Linked DNA regions of Drosophila melanogaster: region 2 is linked to region 1. Evidence: chromatin contacts called from public ChIA-PET data. All regions are on one chromosome and are shown on one strand. The core of a region is the stretch at or near the end of the contact, and the rest is flanking DNA. Distances in the headings are between cores, read along the strand shown.

Region 1 (5,393 bases), core at 2,243-4,742:
GCCAACCCTCTAGTCCGCAGCGGTTGCCAAAGGAGACCACGCCCTCCTGGTACCAAGCCTGGTCAAAACCCCTTCGCATCAGCGGTCCGCCGGAGTCGCCATCACAGCTGTCGCGGTAGAATTCCCCGCCAACACAGAGCTGGGAACTGATCAGGTGGATATTCCTCGTGGCGAACTTTCGTGCGCAGTAATCGTGGTCATTCACCGGCAGATCCAATCGCTGCTTTATGGTGCTCTTGCGGGCTATAGAATAAGAATTTGAATCAATTAGTTATGAAATTATAGATTCTTCTTGGTCAAGAGCTTCAATTGATATCTTTAGAATGAATATAAGTATCTTTAATATCCAAACTCACCTGTTGTGGTTCGGCCCCACCCGCTGACCACCAAGAGCTCCCCGGTATTGATTGCCATTCGTGTGCTTACCAAAGGCAAACAAACCGGCTGAATATACTCATTAAGCACAACGGGCCGATCTAATCGCAATAAGGCAATGTCGTGAATGCGGTTCTTGTTGGCAGGATCATATTGGGGATGTACAGTGGCCTGTTCGATGCCCAATTGTAGGATGGGCTGGTTGCAAATGTCATCTATGCAGTCCACGTCCTTGCTGGTATCGTATTCCCCCAACCGAACGGTAGTTCTGTATAGGGGCACAACTCATTTAGTTATTTAAAAACGTGGATAAACATCAAACCACGTAAATACTTACAGGTGACCTACTTCCGTTTCCACCGCACCAATGACGCAATGGGCGGCGGTAAGAACGTAACGATTGTTGATCAAACTGCCACCGCAACTGAGTTCCCGCCGTCCCCTGTCTATCAACATGGATAAAGATGCGTTAACTAAAGTTACATGATTTTATATAAGATGTCACTTACTATCCACGTACTCAAGCAGTGCCATCCAGTTGAACTCGTCAATAGCAGTGTCGTTGCCATTATAGACCTTATTGCTGAAGGAGTGGGGCCCGCACTTGGGTGGCGAGGGCAGCAGGTTGCCCAGACCCGCTTGACCGTCTTGACCTCGTGAACTTGAACTGGTAGTCGTTGGAGGAGGGGCTGCGGAGGTGGCCTCCTGGGATCCAAAGCTGCGATCACTTGTACAGCAAACATATGGCTGGCGACCTACTCCATCGAGGCACTGTGAGTTTCGAAGAAAGGTTCTGTCCTCCGGGCTGACATAAGACTGCTGAATCACGGAAAGCAGACTTTGACAGTCGTATATGGACAAACATTGTCCCTGTTTCTGGTTGGGATTCCTACAACCTACACATAACAATTAAAGACACAAGTAGGAAGATCAGTTACTCCTGTCAAAATGAGTTAAGAGTGGTATAAAACATGAAGGCAACTTGGGAAATTTTGAATTCGGAAATCAACCTGCTGATAAAGCTATTTAAATTAAATATAAATATTTATTTAATTTAAATAAATTAAGCAATAATACTATCAATCAGCACGTCGTTGAATTAAAACAAAACACTTAAGTCAAAAACGACTTCATTAAACATTTTAATTCGCTTGATTATGCTATCAATAATTGTAGTCAATATTAGTGACCTAATTTTGCAGCTTAATTAATTTCAAATTATAAAAATCCTATTAAGAATTTGGTTTATGTTTAATAAACATTTAAATTGCACTTATACGTTATTTCAATTATGTTTCGTTTTTGAGAACACAAGCATTAAGAACGATATTTAAAATTGTCAGGAGTTGCTACTTGATAATAAAAAATACGATTAATTTTTTGACATCAATCAAATCCCTTGATAATGTAATATGTTGTTTGACGAGTGGTCCCATAAAATTTATTGAGGAGAATGAAAGAATACACGAGTGCGCTCAATTAAGTCATTGACATGGGAAATTTGTTCAAGTTCAAGTCTGATAACCGCATTGAATTCTGTTAAGCTATTGCGCTTAACACGGATAAGTACCGGTCTCAATTAATGAGTCAGCTCTGAGTGAATCACATATTTATAGCTCGGTACTTACTTCCTTGTGCCGCAACATTTTGTAGAACGGTGAAAGGCAGCAGGCAGGTGGCCAAAAAAATCCCAACTACTTTGCGTGTTGATTTCATCTTCTGGGATATTTCCCACCAATTTTAATAAGAAATTTCACAGCTTATTTAATAAGAACGCGTCTTTGCGATTACGCGCGTCGACCTCGAACCAGAGAACCGTGAAGAGCGAAATTAAACTACGAACGCCTTCGATACGCAGAGACAACTGATCGCGAATTAACGGGCGAGAGACTTTTTAAATGCGATCGCAGATGATAATCGATTCGTCGTTGAGAGATACTGTCCCAGAGAGGCCGTGAGTAAAGCTTTCAAGCCCATCAAGAGACTTGAGCCGAGCTTATCACAACTAAGAAAGAGATCTTTTGAAAAGCTTTGGTACTCGGATTTTGATGCTTTCTCCCTAGAGTGTACAGATCCTATATACAGGTAGACCTCACTAAGCACGTACTTCTTACAGATCAAAACATTTTTAGATTATTTTTTGCTGGACCCAAAAACAGCCTCGCTCTGAAAATATTATGTTTAAATGTATATATTTTGTACGTAGTGAAATGTATTCAAAAATATTCAAAAATTTGCTTTGTAAGTCGATCCTCAACAGTGATCCAGCCCGATGAACAATGTCTTCATATGTAAAATTCCTAAATACTCATCCACTTAGATTTGTAGCTTTGCAAACTCTATTTGGCTTCTGAAATTTCTCACAACATGGATTCTTTTTCTCCTTTGGTCATGGAAGGGCGAGATACCTCAAGTCACAACAGGCGTTACCCATATTGAAATGTACTTCTGCAACGCTTCACAGGAGACGAATCGAGCTACATCTTTGCTGGATTCGTGTCGTGAACAGATTGCAAGTAGTAGAGACTTCTCGACCCATTGGTAGGCACTAACTAGTTTGTTGACACGATCGATGAATTATTGCACAGAGATGCGGTTTTGGCCGGCTGGATCAAGATGTTTGAAATTTCGGTAGGTCTTCTTAAAAGATACATGTCAACTCCTATTTTGCCGTGCTACACTTCGATGATTTCTTGCTACTGATTATCTGTATTTGTTGTTGCATTTTACCTTTTTCATATCATCCTGCAATTTCCGGTTGTTATGTCACATATAATAGTCTGTGTTCACTAAATAGCTTCACTATTTGCGTTGTTAAGTGCCTTCGTGATTTTGAGTTCCTATTTCAACACCCTCCTTAATGCGCACATGTTTACAAGTGGCATCAAAATTTAACATTTTTGCACAGTCTTCATGTTTTTTATTCAAAAGGCTTTTGGTTAAGATCAGACAGCATTTTATTTTTGCACTCATACCTACCAAAACTTGATCATATTTTACAACCTTTACAAAGTTAAGGAAGCGTGTATTAATCTGGAATCTGAAAAAACTTCGTTTGATATATTTTTTTTATTGCTTATCACGTTTTTGTTAATCACGCCATTTTTAGTAACGTTGCCGTACTAAATGACTTTAAAGTATATATAAAAAATACTGAAATACTGTGAGGGCTTCCGATAATTATTATATTCCCAGAACGATATTGTTTTCATCAACACTTTTGTTGCTTTTATTATTTTATATATTTTTTTTTTAAATTATAAAATTTTATATATTAAAACTTAAAGACTAAGAAAAGTTGGTCGCCATTATTTTGTTATAGCGCTTCTGCTCTTGAGGGTTAAGCTTGCAAAAGTCCAATTCGAAAATCTTGAGCTCTTTTCTTGTGTGCAGCGGCGGCCAAAGTGTGGTATAGGCCATGGTTCTGTAAGAAAATCAAAAGGGAAATAAGTAAAGTAATTTGAAAAGTTGGTATTTACGGTTTCTAATGATTGTCAATTGAAGATGATATGGCTCAAAAGAAATGAAAAACTTTGAAAAACTTTTTAGTATTTTGAATTCAAAATCTTTAGTTTTATCAATTATTAGTGACTGAGGCTAAAGAATATGTTTTTGATCTATTCTTTTCAAAACTATTTTAGCTAAACACAATACATTAAAAACTTTGACGAAAAAATTGTGACGAAACGCACAATGAACGTCTTCTTTTCTATTAACAACAATAACAAAATAGAGAACGGTATACTCGATTTCCCCGACTAACAGATACTTGTTACTCAGCTAGTGGGAGAGCTAGGGATAAATTCCAACACTTTCTTGACAGCATTGTCAAAAACAATATAGAAATACAAGCAAATAAAATCTATTGAAGTGACCCATGAAGAAAAGCTTGAACTGAGAACATTACTTGGGAGTCGAACAATGAACCGATTTCTATTGGAAGCAGGTTCTAATCCTTTTATCTTTATTTATAACTAAAAATAGCGAAATAAAAATGATAGTGAGGACTAAATTAAAAGAGAACTAATACGAATAGTGGCTGATCAATTAAGGGTTTGCCTAAGGCGTGCTTTAATCAAATGAGTATTGGATTGTTACTTTTCAAACCTATTACCTATTATTAAGCGTAACTAAATCTAGATTTTCAGCTTACCTTACGAATTGCCAAGCCTCCTGCGCCGTGGACTGGTTGTCGATCAGAAGTTTGATTTCCCGCTTGAACTGATCGGCGTACTCCCGCTTGGAATTGTGGTAACGTTCCAGACAACGTATCTGACTAATGAAATAAGAAGTATTTTGACCGTAACAAGTTTGGCTGGAAATCTTACAGGGGTATGCGGTGTTTAGAGAATGTGGGCTCGTGCACGGGATCCCGGTCGTCATCGAATACGGTTTGATAAATAGGCACGTACTCCTCCACGGGATCATCAACGTAGTTATTGTTAACATATTGTGCGTCAGCCTTGTGGCGCCTATACATGGCTGCAAACGCGTTCCGCTGCTCATCGCTCATACGAAAAATGCTTCCCATTACCGAGGCATAGAAGGACTTCATTCCCATGCTCATCCTCTTGTCGCCCATGAGCTTCCTCTTTTCCATAATCTGGGTTTTTCTTTCACTGGCGGCTTCCATTTTGGATGTTGTATTGAAGTGCCGGGTATTACGTGTATGAGTTATTATTTTGAATACTTCTGTGGAATTTGTGAATATATTTTTTGGTTAAGGTCTAAATAAATGTTATAGATGATAGTTAAAGCAGTGATTGTTTACACTTTCATAATTTTGATAAAAGCCAAAACTGGCATTTTTTTAGTTCAAGATGACATTAACATTTGATGATTAAGTTGCTCAGCATAAAGTTTTTGTTTTCTTAATTAGGAATGGTGACGAACTTCGTTTTGTTCGGCTTTTTTATTGGCTATATGTTTTTTTTACATGAATATGTTTCTATCTGTTTTTTTTTTTTTTTGAAAAATCTGATTGTATGTAATTTTTGGTTTACGTTGAAATGATTATT
Region 2 (6,021 bases), core at 2,960-5,459, 34 kb before region 1:
AATCAAAAAAAGAACGAGCAGCCAGTGGTGGTTCAGAGTTTGGACTTTGATTATCGCGTGGATTATTTTGCCAAAATCGATTATTTTGTGGGCTCGGAGGCCGCACAGCCACAGATAATGGAGGCGGGCACCTACAATTACGGTTTCCATGTGAAGCTGCCCAAGAACTGTCCGGGGAATTTCGAGGGGGGCCACGGACACATACGGTACACACTCCAAGTGCTCATCCACAGCAGTGCAGATCGTCCGCTGGAGGTGCTCCATGTACGCCAGCTGCAGATTTTCCCGCAGAACTCTCTGAGCCAGGAGACGCGGAGCTGTGAGATCCAGATCTATGAGCAGACTCCTCGCCTTAGATTCTGGATGAAGCCACTTCATCTGCAGCTCCAGATTCCCAGGCAGGGTTATTCGCCAGGAGCAGGTATTTCTGTTCACTTAAAGCTGCATAACCCGGAGAAATTGACACTTCGCGAGGCGGTGTATTCCCTCGTTCAGATCAGCACTTACGTTGCCCATCTAAAGAATAAGCCCAAACGCTTGGAGACCAAGGTGGAGCGACAAACTGTCCTAAGCAGCCGCCACGAGCTCCACAACCTCCCCCGTGGAGAACTGCAGAATTTTCAGCATCTTCACATGCTGCAAGTGCCACAAACAGCGGCCACATTGACTGTGGCAGGATGTGCCTGCCTGCAGCTCAACTACGAGGTGGAGGTGCTGGTCACAACTCAGCAGGAAAAGCGCTTAATTGCGGCCCGGATGCCGGTCATCATTGGAAATGTGACGCCGCCCTGTCCTGGCAAACTCCTAATGCAAGAACCCATTGATGGCACTGCTCCGGAACCAACTCCTCCAGTCGAAACAGCATCAACATTGATTCCGAATTTTAGCATTTCCACCACATCTTTGGGTACGTCTATTCCCGATTTATAGAATATCCGTTTGCATTTTATATTTCGAATTTCTTTCTAGCTTCGAATTTCCGGGAAGCCGAGTTCATGGTAGCCACCAATCTGAATAAGACCAACAAACATTACTTGTCCGGCGAACAGTTGGATTTTAGACCACGCTATGTCTACTACGAAATGGACCAGACTCAATCGGAGGAAGTGAAGTCTCATTAAATGCACGCCACTATTTTATTTTACTAATTTATTTCATTCACTAGCAAAATTACACAAATATATATTATTCCATTATCACAAGTGGTAACTGATACTTTTACTGGTGGCAATTTTAAATCAAGGGAATGATTTATTTTAAGAATCAATATCATATACCTAGAACGATCTTTTAACGCATTCACTTTCAAGTACCAATTTTGAAATTTTGTTTATATTTAATAAAAGAAATATTGATGTGTGGGTATTGATAAGTAAGTGATAAGTATTGATAAGTGTGTTCTATGTGGAATCGAGAATATTAGCGATGTGATTCGATATTGTTGACTTAATTAGAAAGGATTTGCATAGAATCTGATTTATTGCCCATTGCCCAACAAATATATTGTAGTTGAACCTACAGATAGAGTTGGATAATTCGTCACATAAGTGCGAGTGTTACGCTAAGAATTTCGAATTTAAAATATATTTTCAAGGAAATTTTGTTCATTGATGACTTTCTAAACTAGAAAATTTGGTTGGATAACTTATATATATTCCTAAGATTTAGTTTCACGATAAACGGTTAAACTATGTTTATTGGTAACATCCAAAGCTAAATCAAAGTAAAATCATTTTATGAGATTATGTCTTCTTTTTTTTATGAGTTAGTGTTCCAACCGTACGATTGTGTTGGACGGTCAGTATTGTTTTGACCGACCAATGGGGCAGTGGGATCATGAGGTAGTGACAGAACGGGTACTGGTTGATTGGTAGCGAACTCTTCAGGGGGTTGAGGTGGAGCCGATGGCATGGCAAAGTTGGTGTACATGGGGTAACGCGGAATAAAGTCATCCGTGCGATTGTGCTCATCCTGATCGATGTCGATGAACCTTTCACCAAAGTTTGTGGCCTCCTCGAAGGTTGGTGGCTCTAAAAACATGAATAGTATAAGAATTATACAATGATCAAGCACCTTTAAGCATTTACAAATTCAAATGAAGAGTATCTATGATTTCGCTATATACTTACTGCACTTGTCATAACTGGGAGGCAGATCTGCGGCGGCTCCGGCAGGAGTGTCCGGCGTTTCCGGTATCCACTGTGCTGCACTGGCTGGATTCTCGGCACTTTGGATCAATGGTATGGTGCCAATTACAATCGGCACCTCAAAGTCCGAGTCCACGTGGCAGTCGCCAGTGCTGATCGTGAGGATAACTTGGTAACTAACCGAAATGATGCCTTCGGTGCGGGAAGAGGGCGGTACTGCTGGAATAGCCAGGGTTCCTTCAATTTTTTTCTTTGAGAGCCTCAAAACGCGCTCCTGCTGGCAACTTTTGTTGAGGCTGTGCTCCTTTTCGCGAGTTTTGTGGTGCGGCGTTTGAGCCTGGAATTTGTAAATCTGCTTAAGTTTCAGTTCGATCCCATTCAGATCATAGCCACTCGACTGGTTGTCAATCTCCAGAGTAAAGCGTATCTTCTGACCAGGCGCGTAACCACCGAAGGGTATTGTTAATGTCGATAGAACCGGGCCTGAACTGCAGGGCCAACAGCAAAAGTGCTTGATGTCCTCTCGGACTAGGGGCATCTGTCGAAAAAGAGTGTGCATTTATTAGTTCCTAGGAATAACTAATATTACCTAATTACTCTTATTGATATAATTTTAAAGTTTAATTAACATTTTTTTGTTTACATTTCTACAGGTTAGGATCGTAAAAAATTTATTTTTAATTTATTTAAATTTTTTATTTAGTCCCATAGCTTTGGTTTGAATGAACACACCCCTTGTTTGTTTAATAACTTCGGAATTTACGTCCATAAGGCACGCAATGTTTCTATACTTGAATGACTCGTCTAATTGTCCTTAAATATCTGTCGCAGGACAATTTAAAACTGCATTGATTTACTACCGATTAGTGCAATCTAAACTTTTAGTAAACTGTTCCTGTCCTTGGACTCACCAGCAATTGGGGGCTCATGTTGAGGTTGTAGGTCTGTATGACCGTCAGTGGCTGCTTGAAGACGTTGTTGAAGCGCCACTGGCGATCGATGACCACGGAGACCTCGTAGAAGATTTTTCCGTACTGGGCCACCACTGATGAGGGGCATTCCAGGGGCAGTGGAATGCAGAAGTTGTAGGTGTGCGTACCTGGCGGCAGATTCCCGGATCCAAAGACCGATGTCCGGGTGTACAAGTACTGCTGCTTGCCTCGGAAATACTCCGTGTAGTGCTCGGTCTTTCCACCTCTCGTCCTTGTTCGCCGCTCATCCCATCGCACCTTTGCCTCGCCCTCGAAAAGAATGTATACCTCTAATCAGAAAGTGAAAAGAGAGAGAGTGATATTTGAATATGGTTTGTATCCGAAAACGAATCTTTATATGTTGAACGTATGTGAAAGCCTTCTTCGGACTCCGAAGGAGTTGCTGTAAGTGCAGAATGAGATTACGCCAATCAAAAATGGAACTGAACATGGAAATTGATACAGAGCACTGTATCAAATACTTGTTTGCTTGTATACATACTTTTGTTATCTTTTGTAAAGCTTTCAAGTTTGTTTTTAGAATTGGCTATTTGAAAAACGCAAAAATTGATCAATGAATTTGTAGTTAGGGGCGAACTGAGCTCATCAGGGCATGCAATTTAGGATACTAGGAATTAAACATTTGAGACAATTAAAGCCACATAAATGGTCGCTAAAATCCTTCTTATATAAGAAGCAAAACACTTTATGGCGCTACAACAAACTTGTTTGTTTGCTGCATTCTATAAAACCGGCTTGGTGTTATCACAGAGTCAACAGTGATTACGCTCAAATTAAAAACATATCAGTCCATTCGCTTTTTAACGACTAAAACTCACCGTTCACAGACTTTTCGGATGTTGTTGTCAGAATGGCCCTTCCATTGACCGTCTCACCACTGTAGTAAATGGGTTCGCGGCGATCGAGCTCAAAAGAGCAGCTGGAAGGCATTTTGGAAATGCAATCTATTATTTAGTATGTGGGTGCTGGCACATATATTTCGAAATTCCAGATCTTATTCACTGGCGACGCGCAACGTGAATTTATTTAGCACCAGACAAGCGTCGCACCCGAAGTGAGAATTTAGAATGAGAATAGCCGGTCTGCAACAGCTGGGATGTCAGTGACATCATCACTTGGCGAGAGCCAAAGCTTTTCTGGTGAGCGAGCTTTTGGGGCTTCCGCTCACTAAAAAAAAAAAACAAAATTGAGAGGCATCGGATTTTGATAAACGGTTCTCTTTTTTGTTTGTTTTGTTACGAAGAATAAGGCAACAACAAATCTAAAAATTTGTAAACAAAAATCAGGTGGGTTCTGTGAAAGCTCTAGTTTAGTTGAGTTGTTATTATCGCGTTGTTATTATTTTTTGGACGAAATACGGTGAAAAAGAATCACATCAAGTTAAGTCGTCTATGGACTTAAGTCTGTGATAGTTGATTACGTTTGTTAATGATGATTTGTACTCATTTACAAACGCGCAAAAGTCCAAGAAGTTCCTGATTTTCTATCGTGGTGCGTAGCAACCAAAGGGTATCTTGACAGTCGAGAGAATGTTTGATCAGTATTAAGGCGATAAATGCATGTCCGTTTCTATGCTATATATTCTATATAATTCGGAATGGGCCGGATCAGATACCTGTTACTCAGATAGAGAGGAAGTTATACATTTTTTTTTTGCATTTTAATGGAAATTGTCAAGCAATAGAATTAGAAATTGGGAGCATGTATGCGTAAATCAAAATTTCTAGCTCTCATAAGTATTTAAACTCACGGACTGAGCTAGAAGTCCTCCACTCAATTTAATTTATAAATGAATAAATAAATTTGTAGTTCAATGCCTTCATGGACTTGGTTGTCTAGGCTATAGTCGCAATTTATCGCGTATCACCCAGTAGACACTTTTATATTCTGGGTTGTTTATCATTCCGATATACATACATATATAGTAAACATTTTGGTAAGTACACTGGCGAACCGTAAAAGAAATAAATACTGCCGAGATAAGATATAGTCGTGATTTTTCGCGATAACTGCCCTCAGATCTGCACGGGTGACTCCACTGGTTGTTTCTCCGGTTGTTGCTTCGACTGTCCAGGATCGGCAGGACGTCTGCGTCGGCGGCGCCTTTTCTTCTGGGGAGGATTTGGCGGCGGGCTCTGGAAGGTGTCCACATCGAAGACCGGATAGCGTGGAGTAAATCGGGAGGCCTCGCTGACCGTGTTCGCGTCCGTGTCCGCAATATCAGTGGTCATGAACATGGCCTGCTCGTAGGTAGGAGGAGCTATAGAAAAAATGACATAAAAAATATGGAGAATGAAGAATGAAACTATCGCCTCACAATAGCATAACAAAAATATAAAGAACATATACATAAGGGCTCTATTTAACATCTTTCATAACAAAGTCCTAGCTAGAAATATTTTGTTCTCTTGTACTCACGTAAATCTGGTACGAAATCGTCGGCGGCCTCCAACTCATCATCTCCATCCTCTGGAAGCTCGAAGTCCTCTAGATCCTCGGCCATCTCGTAGCCGGAGTTGCTGACCCCGCTTGCGGCCATCTGAGCCAGTTCCATGGCCCTTGTAGAGGTGCATGGCAAGTCGGCAGGCAGCGAACTTCCAGATGGGAAGGCGTTAGTTGGCAGGAAGTCCGGTCCGGACACCGCAGTTGCCAGGGGCACGTTGCCAATAGTCACAGGGATTATGAGCCGGGGATTAGCCATAAGCCAGTTCATAACAGCCACCACACGCACTTCGTAAGATACGCGCACCACCTTGCTTAGGTGCTCGCAGGTGGGCGCCGTTGCCGGAATCCTCAGGGTTTCCGTGTAAGTCCTCTGCGCATTATGAGCCACCGGACCGCACTCGCGCTTCACCAGCATTATCTTCTCGGATGTGGTGCGT

What was found. ChIA-PET counts read pairs in DNA pulled down with a chosen protein or histone mark.
Region 2: a contact with region 1 is called in an RNA polymerase II ChIA-PET map of the S2 cell line, with 6 times the contacts expected there. The contact joins the promoter of CG2641 here to the promoter of Sp7 in region 1. A contact is called at or near these places in 32 of 107 Hi-C or Micro-C datasets (the Clone 8 cell line, the D17-c3 cell line, the Kc167 cell line and 16 more) and 5 of 6 datasets of contacts at active chromatin or transcription factors (the Kc167 cell line and the S2 cell line).

The regions. Positions count from the first base shown.
Region 1 is chr3R:7,757,885-7,763,277 of dm6, reverse strand. It overlaps Sp7 (Serine protease 7), which reads right to left and starts at 3,492. Exons shown (of 6, transcript NM_141477.2): 1 at 3,355-3,492; 2 at 2,004-2,541; 3 at 885-1,271; 4 at 713-821; 5 at 357-643; 6 at 1-243. The coding sequence starts at 2,091. It overlaps CG10919, which reads right to left and starts at 5,156. Exons shown (of 3, transcript NM_141476.3): 1 at 4,704-5,156; 2 at 4,529-4,651; 3 at 3,601-3,799. The coding sequence starts at 5,008. The coding sequence ends at 3,664.
Region 2 is chr3R:7,792,257-7,798,277 of dm6, reverse strand. It overlaps CG2641, which reads right to left and starts at 4,209. Exons shown (of 4, transcript NM_141480.2): 1 at 3,958-4,209; 2 at 3,059-3,408; 3 at 2,130-2,685; 4 at 1,679-2,030. The coding sequence starts at 4,069. The coding sequence ends at 1,759. It overlaps CG10086, which reads right to left. Exons shown (of 3, transcript NM_141479.3): 2 at 5,558-6,021; 3 at 4,795-5,399. The coding sequence ends at 5,155. CG18744 reads left to right here. Exons shown (of 3, transcript NM_144390.3): 2 at 1-907; 3 at 970-1,200. The coding sequence ends at 1,121.